Regions from separate parts of the Rattus norvegicus genome. Here region 1 is linked to region 2. The links are chromatin contacts, called in public Hi-C maps. All regions are on one chromosome and are shown on one strand. The core of a region is the stretch at or near the end of the contact, and the rest is flanking DNA. Distances in the headings are between cores, read along the strand shown. Region 1 has its middle 16 kb from the start of Akap5. Region 2 holds the start of Mthfd1 (methylenetetrahydrofolate dehydrogenase, cyclohydrolase and formyltetrahydrofolate synthetase 1).

Region 1 (3,817 bases), core at 273-2,772, 90 kb before region 2:
ATCGGATGCGTGCTTTTTTCCCCAAAGTTAGGAAAAATGACTCTCTCAGGCAGGAGAAAGCTTTCTGTTCAGGCCTTCAGCTGACTAAATGAAAGCAGTCTCTTTTACCCACTCTACTAATGCTACTTGATCTCCAAATAATGACCACCAAAGCCAGACGTGATGCCTAACATACTGAGTTTCAGTGAGTTAACTGAAGTGGGAAGATCATCAAAACCAGTCTGAGCAAGAAGACCTTGTCTCAAAAAGCACCTTCATGATTGGGGGATGGGAATGGAGCTCAGACTGCTTGCTTGGCACACGCAAGGCCTTGAGTTTCATCCTGCAAGATAATGTATACATAAAATTACATCCCATAACTCAGTCAACACAAATTTGACAGTAAAAACTATCTTCACCATGTGGGTAATCGATAATGTGGAGATATTTGGGGAAATTCTGCCTGGGAGGAGGGCATGATAAAGTTGCTACTGGCATCTAGTGAGTGGGGACCATAGAGGTTGGTAAGCATGCCACAATAAAAGTATCTCCCATCTTATCCCACCCAGCGGCCCGCTCAAGGTGTCGGTAGAGTTGAGGTTGTAGTCTGGTCAAAAACCCTTTAAATCTTGTGATAGTGCTTTGGGATTTCTATCTAGTCAGTTGGGAGTTAATATTGATCTAATGGAGTCTATGATGTCTTTGTCCAAAGTCCTATCGATATTATCCATTTAGAAATCTTAAATTGGATTATTTGAAGTCAGAGCTGCAGAAATGGCTTGGTAGGTAACATGCCACTTACACAAGCATCAGGGCCCACATAAAGCAGGTGCTGTTGCACATGCCTGAAACCACAGTGTGTGTGGTGAAAACAGGTGGATTCCTGAAGTTCACTGAGTCAGTGAGAAACCTTGTCTCAAAGTGTAAAGATGGAGAACTGGAGGAAAGACCCATGTGCACACTAACAAGTACAGACACAAATAAAGTCAGATCTGTTCATCAACAGACCACTTAAAATTTAACATCCTTTAAAAACAGCTCAGGCTAGCCTCAAACTCACTTTTTTTTGTCTCTTTTTTTCTTTTTAAAGGTTTATTTATTTTATGTATGTGTGTACACTGTAGCTGTCTTCAGACACACCAGAAGAGGCACCAGATCCCATTACAGATGATTGAGCTGCCGTGTGTTTGCTGGGAATTGAACTCAGGACCTCTGGAAGAGCAGTCAGTGCTCTTAACTGCTGAGCCATCTCGCCAGCCCCAAACTCACTCTTTTTACCTCAGCCTCCCAAGTTATGGGATAATAGATGCGTGCTACCATTTTCAGGTCAAGACAACTTTAAATCTATTAATAATATTGAATCAATTGTATCTCTGAAGTGTGGTAAAAGAAAAATATGATCGTAGTTTATTATTTGTGTGCATTTTAATCTGGCCAAAAGAGGGCGCCAGTGCACCATAAGAATGTGTGTTCTATCCTGTTATGACCTTTCTCTTCAGCTCCTTTTGTATTTGATGAGCTGCCATTGGATTTTCCTTACCTTGCAGTCAGTTCAGTGTTAGGTAACAGCGTCTTGACCTCCCCTCTGTGCATCTGACTTAGGAGAAGTGCATCAGAGAGAACAGCACACTTATGGTTGTACTATTGAACAAGTCTGAGGATTTTTGCAAAGTCATTAAGATAAGGTCATGGGATTTTACTCCAATGACATTGACCCTCCTAATCAAATATCAGACTCAGTTAATGTTTTCCCTGGACAAGAGCTAAATGGAGACATTTAAGAAAATCATACATTGGGGTTGGGGATTTAGCTCAGTGGTAGAGTGCTTGCCTAGGAAGCGCAAGGCCCTGGGTTCGGTCCCCAGCTCCGAAAAAAAGAACCAAAAAAAAAAAAAAAAAAATCATACATTGCTTGGTGTCCCCCCCCCCCCCCATTCTTTTATTGATGTATATTCACTGCACTCAGTGTTGGGTTTCAGAAAGTCAATTTCAAGTTCGTCCTGTGCTTTAACCATAGCCAGCCCCTCCCACTTCCTTAGTCCCTTCCCTCCCTCACATGGCTCCCCCAGTCTCCCTCTTAATTCTTTGTTGTTTTAGCTTTTGGTTTTGTTTGTTTTTGAGACAGGGTCTCTCAGTTACGTTGCTCTGGCTATTCTGGAACTATGTGGACCAGGCTGATTTCAAACTCACCAAGATCTTTATACCCCTGCCTCCTACATGCTGACATTAAAGGCATGTGCCAGCACGCCCAGCTCTCCCTTCTTTCCTTTATCATATGTATATATGCATGAGGTAGGAGTGAACAAAAGCGTGCATTTTCTTTCTGCATCCTTCTTAATTTTCTTAGTATAATCTCCAGTTACATCCATTTTTTATAGTAAATGACTCATTTCTTATGACCAAATGAAACTTTGTTGCGTATGCATGCCACATTGTTTTTAAATTGATGGACACCTAGGCTCTTGTGAAGTCTGTAATATGCACGGATGCGGAAGTATCTGTGTGGCATGTTGATGTTCATGTACATACTAGTATGGTGGTACCCCTAGAAAACACAACCAAGAGTTGATAGGTTGGGAGGCATGAGATTTAAAAGCTCCTAAACAGCCCAGGCCTAGTGTCACACACCTTTAATCCCAGCACTTGGGAAGCAGAGGCAGGAGGATTTATGAGTTTCGAGGCCAGCCTGGTTTAAGGAGTAAATTCCAAGACAGCCAGGGCTACATAAAGAGACCCAGAAGAAAACAGAAGAAAAGGGAGAGGAGGGGGAAGGAGAGAGGGAAGAAAAGAGGACGAAGAACTCCTTTGGCAAAGGAAAATAGTAAATGGCAGTCCATGGAAGGGAGAAGACATTAGCTAGCTGTGCATCTGACAGGATTACTATCAATATATAAAGTCAAAAAGCTAAACACACAAACAGGCAATCCTGTCACTAACCAGGCTAATGGAATAACAGCCAGTTCTCGGAAGATAAAGAACGCACTACTCAGCACCCTTAGCCACCACTGAGACTAAACTGATTAAAGGCACACATTCCTCTCAACCAACAAAATAGCTACATGAAGAAAGCAAGAGAGTACAGGAAGTCGCATAATCAGTGGGTGCATAGATTGACAAAGTCATTAGAAATCAACTTGGAGCTTCCTCAAGCTAGAGCAGGCTGCCTCACTTGCATCTTGCCTTTCCTTCCCTTTGTCTACTGTTTGCCTTTCAAAAATAGTAACACCAAGTACAGGGATGCTCTTAGATTCCCTTCTTCCCCACTTTTACCCAGGTCCCACTTGAATAGATTTCTCAACTCATAGTCTGCCCTTTTCAGTGCCCGGACCCTGTCTGTTCTCACTGTTATTGCTAGTATTCTCCTAGGACTTGCTACTGTGTTTAAGTTTCTGTACAGCTGAAACTTCTTGAGCAATGAACCCATTTTCTCTCAGATAAATTGTCTCCTAATGTTTACACAAACCTTTTCCAGCTGAAACAATTTGGTAACACTGTATCAAAATAACAGAAATAAAGTATCCCTTAAACGATCCATCCCATGGTATCCCCTCCTGCCAGAAACCTGAAGGAATGGCAGTACAATTGGAGGATTCTTGTCTATTCTTTGTCCCTTCTCTGGGGACTAGAAGTCCATGCAGGGAAGGAGGTCTAAGCAGCCAGGTAGTTCTCATCTCTGGCTGTCGCCCTTTTGACTTTCAGGAAGGTCTAGGGAAGAAGATCTTTGTGTGCCTTATAGGCCTTTGAAGAAGGGAAACTTGTGAATTCAACTCTGCTACATTTTTCTATGACGAAAGCTGTATAGAGTCCAAATCCTAGGTAGATAAAATATGAAGGCAAA
Region 2 (4,340 bases), core at 1,243-3,742:
TAGAACCCAGGACACTATGATTAAGGAAGCAACCCTGACATTATAAGAAAAATGCTACATAATTGCATTTATAGGGAAGTTAAATCCAAGCACACAGCTAGAAATAAAACAGGGCAGGGAGTTATTGAACCCCAAAGAATACAAAGTAGGAAATATGGAAGAGTAACAAGCCAGGAGCTGCAGGGTAGAACAGGACTATGGTAATGAAAGGATACTGTATCCAGGATTGTGCAAAGAAACTTAGTTCATTTTAGCAAGCCTTATAAGAAGTAACTACCCATGCATGCGGTTACTTTACTTTAGTAACCGTATACATTGTTACTACATATATGCATCCCATAATTTGTGGCCAATCTTAAATATACACAGTAAGTTTTTAAAAAACATTATAATTTGTGTGTGTGTTTTTAAGTGCATGCTATGCCTGTACATGGGTACCCAGAAGGAATCTTTCCCTTGGAGCTGGAGTTACAGGCAGTTGTGAATGGTCTAAAGAGAGTGCTAAGAACTGAGTTATATCTGGAAGTACAAAATGTGCTTTCATAATCCCTGAGACACCTCTCCAGCCCCCACATTAAGGCTTAAGAAAGAAGAAGAAGAAGAAAAAAAAAAAGCAGACATGGTGATATGTCTTTAATCCCAGCACTCAGGAGGCAGAGGCAGAGGCAGGTAGATCTCTTTGAGGCCAGCCTGGTCTACAGGGTGAGTTCTAGGACAGCCAGGGCTACTCGAGAAACGCTGTCTTGAAAAACAAACAAAAGCCTGAGTAGTGGTATAGACCTGTGAGGTCATCCTTTGGAAGGAGTAAGCACTGAGTCAGTAGTTCAAAGCCAAACTCAGATACATTTGAGTTTGAGGCAAGCCTGGGTTACCTAAGACCTTGTCTTAACAAAAGAAAAGAAGAAAAAAAGCACACAGATGTATTACGATTTCTAGTCCAAAAATCTGGAGTTCTTCCTTGCCTTAGTACAAGATTCACTACTTAATTTATATTTCTCCTCTTTTTTTCCCAGTCTTCAACAAAGGATCACTTTACCCTGAGGTAGGCTTCACTATCATTCTCCTCAATGCTTCTTCTGAAAAAGTCAAGTATTTACTGGACAATTACTGTTAGCCACAGCAGTTAATAAATACCCAGTGATACCTAATGTAAAAGCAACCTTCAGTTCACACCTTTCTCTCCTCAGCAGTCCCCAACACTCATTCCCTAAACAAAAAGCAAGGAACTAGCCCAGAGGTTAAGCACACTTACGGCTCAATTCCCAGCACTCTCTCCCAAAAAAGCAAAAGGGTGTTACTACTCTCTGGGAGGACGCTTGGCAAACATTTCCTCTAGTTAAGCATTTAAATCTGCAGGGCCAGAAGAGGTGGTCAAATGGAATATGAAATTGTCAGCACAGAGAAGCCAAACTAATAAATAACTTTAGTGCCAGGACAGATAGGGGGCTGTTATAGGGTAGAGCATGAGAGGGCTGGTGTTGTAGTACAGCGCTTGCCTTGCATGTGTGATACCTTAGAAGTGAAGCACGGACCGGAAGGAAGAAAGAGAAAGTAAAAGATAGTATTTGGTGTTAACAAGGAATTCATTGAATTAGAGGAAATCCTCTAGTCCAGGTGTGGTGGTGCACGCCTTTAATCCTAGCACTCCAGAGGAAGAGACCGGAGGGGATCTCAATGAGTTCAAGGCCAGCATGATCTACAGAGTGAGTTCCAGGACAGTCAGGGCTCCGTGAAGAGACCCTGTGTCAGAAGACAAACAAACCCGGGTCAAATCTTGCCACAATCGAATCACCACCAAATTGCAAGACAAGCGGCTATGCTGGCTTTCTGAGTTTGGACTTCACAGGCAGCCCATGTCTAAGCAGGATGATGCCAGCAGCTACACTTTTGAGAGCAAGATCAGGTCAGGACTTGCCGCCAAAACATAGGAATGCAGCCACCCCAGGCAGTCTATTGCAATTGCACATTGGGCCGGCATGTTTCTCAGGCTTCAGGAAACCAGTCTTCAGATTCTAGGGGCCGTGTCAATGTCCTCTCTTCCCACAAAGCCCATCTAAGCACCTCTCCTGCAGAGCCCGGGTGCTTGGGGATCCGCACGCCCAGCTCTAAGCCCACCACCACTATCAGCAGTGGCAAGTACTTACGCGGAGACCACTTTCCCGTTCAGGATTCCCGCTGGTGCCATGGCCCTTGCTAGTCTGCTACCCACGAAGAACACCAGCAAAATTCAGGTTCCAGTCCCTCCGCGCGCGTACGGGACAGCACAACCCACGTGCTCAGGGATCTCCCGGGGAAACTCAGTCAATGCGCCTGCGTCGCGCTCCCAGCAGCGAAGGTGCGCAGGCGACCGGAATGACGTCGTGACCCGCTGACAGCGGAGGCAGGAGAGTCTGAGGGAGCCGGTGGGCCCTGGCAGCAAGAAGACTGTCACCAAAGACTGGTTGGCGGCTGTGACTGGCTGTGGAAAGAGCCTGTGTGGAGCTTGCCTCTGATGACCTGGGAGCTTCCCGCGTCGCTTTTAGCCAATCAAAGATAGTGTATAGGGGGCGCGGTGGGGCGGGGTCTAGGCGGAGTCTGAGCAGAACCCCGGCAGGAATGGGCCTGTCTGAACCAGTTCCCCTGACCTAGGTTGCAGTGACAGTCTCCTGCAGAGCCTGTGTCGCGGCTTTGTCCTTTCTTTCTTTCTCTTTCTTTCTTTCTCTCTTTCTTTCTCTCTCTCTCTCTCTCTCTCTCTCTCTCTCTCTCTCTCTCTCTTCTCTCTCTCTTATTTATTTATTTATTTATTTATTTATTTATTTATTTATTTATTTATTTATTTATTTATTTATTTATTTATGGCTCGTCCTGACTTCTTCAGGCAGGAGCTTGGAGGCCTTAGGCTAATTACGGGCACTGACCTGGAGCGGGTGATGCGACTTTCCACGTTGTCATAACCCCAAGCTTTCAGAGTGTGGTGGGGGGCACCCGGGATAACTTTGCCTATCTGTAACCCTCTTAGCAAGAGTGAGGATATCTTAATGAGACAATTGTGTCCTTCTGGTTAACCATCTGCGGAGAAAGCACACCAAGGAATTGGATGCTTCCCAGAAAAAGATTTCAGAGATCACCTTGCAGGACTGATGCCTTGACAGTGATGGACGGGACCACACCTCGACCTTCACTGTTCAGCTCTGTTTAACTCTAACTCTCTACTTAAACCTTAACCTTATATTGGACCCAGAAGACAACTTCTCTTTGTCCCTCTTCCCAATGTATTCCCGTATTGAATAAATCTCCTTTTTCTATTTCTTACCATTACTTGTTTAATGGGCTTATTAAGAATGGTGTCTAGGGGTTGGGGATTTAGCTCAGTGGTAGAGCGCTTGCCTAGCATGCGCAAGGCCCTGGGTTCGGTCCCCAGCTCCGGAAAAAAAAAAAGAATGGTGTCTAACCTGGTTTATTGGATTGTCAGAGCCCAGGGTCTTACTCTCAATTCTAGTAACAGTAGGGAGGATCAATCCACAGCCTTGGCATAGAGACAAGTTCGTTATGACTTAACCATAACTCAGCCTTCCATAACTAAAATCGAACCTGTTATCCTCCCTGGGTTGAAACCCATAGGCAGGCTCAGCCCAGCAGCTGAGAGGGGTCTCAGAGCAGCAGCATGGGGCTCCATCAGTGTGGAAGGAGCAGAACTCAGAGCCAGGGATCCTTTCCTCTCAGCAGATCAGTATTGAAGCAGAGACCACTCCGGTAATAATTAGATGCCAGCAAGGCTGACACCCCTCCCCATTCACCCTGTACAGAAATGAGTTTCGCCATGTCCTTGGGAGCCTGGTGGTAGAGGAAGGCAAAGAAATTGGCTTTGCTTTTTCTGCTGCTGTTACTGGACTGGATTCTTACTGTTGGGTTTGTGGTAGAAGCATAGAAAACTTATTTGAGACACAGAAGCTTAAAAATGAAAGCTTGGGGTTGGGGATTTAGCTCAGCGGTAGAGCGCTTGTTTAGTGAGCACAAGGCCCTGGGTTTGGTCCCCAGCTCCGGAAAAAAAAGAAAAAAGAAAAAAGAAAAAAAAATGAAAGCTTTATTCTCTGAAAGCTCAGGGAGGCAGCCAGGTCGGGACCTGAAACATGTCCCAGAAAGGAGATTGTACGACATTTTAAAAGGTTGGGAACATAAAGTGAGGGATGAACTGGGGTGCGCTGCAGTGTTATCCGATTGTATTTTGTTTGACACTTTGGGTTAAGCAAGGGAGTATCTGTTGGAGACTGGACCATATCCATGGCACCTGGCTTCAAGGTCCTTAATTCATTCTCCTAGACACTGGGTGTGGAGCTCAGAGTGATAAGGGGACAAAGCAG

The links. Hi-C and Micro-C count contacts between places; a contact is called where the count stands out from the background.
Region 1: a Hi-C map of liver shows a contact between it and region 2, with 3 times the contacts expected there. The contact joins the enhancer-like site here to the promoter of Mthfd1 in region 2. A contact is called at or near these places in 7 of 12 Hi-C or Micro-C datasets (the A7r5 cell line, frontal cortex, kidney and 3 more).

What each region holds. Positions count from the first base shown.
Region 1 is chr6:100,801,451-100,805,267 of GRCr8, reverse strand. No RefSeq gene overlaps it. Among named protein-coding and RNA genes, the nearest start is that of Akap5, 16 kb to the right of the region's middle. Within about 2 kb of position 1,522, at least 1 of the 93 cell types and tissues checked has an H3K27ac peak or open chromatin away from gene starts, as enhancers often do. A contact at or near this core is called in liver, where this site is marked.
Region 2 is chr6:100,711,662-100,716,001 of GRCr8, reverse strand. It overlaps Mthfd1 (methylenetetrahydrofolate dehydrogenase, cyclohydrolase and formyltetrahydrofolate synthetase 1), which reads right to left and starts at 2,492. Exons shown (of 28, transcript NM_022508.2): 1 at 2,145-2,492. The coding sequence starts at 2,185.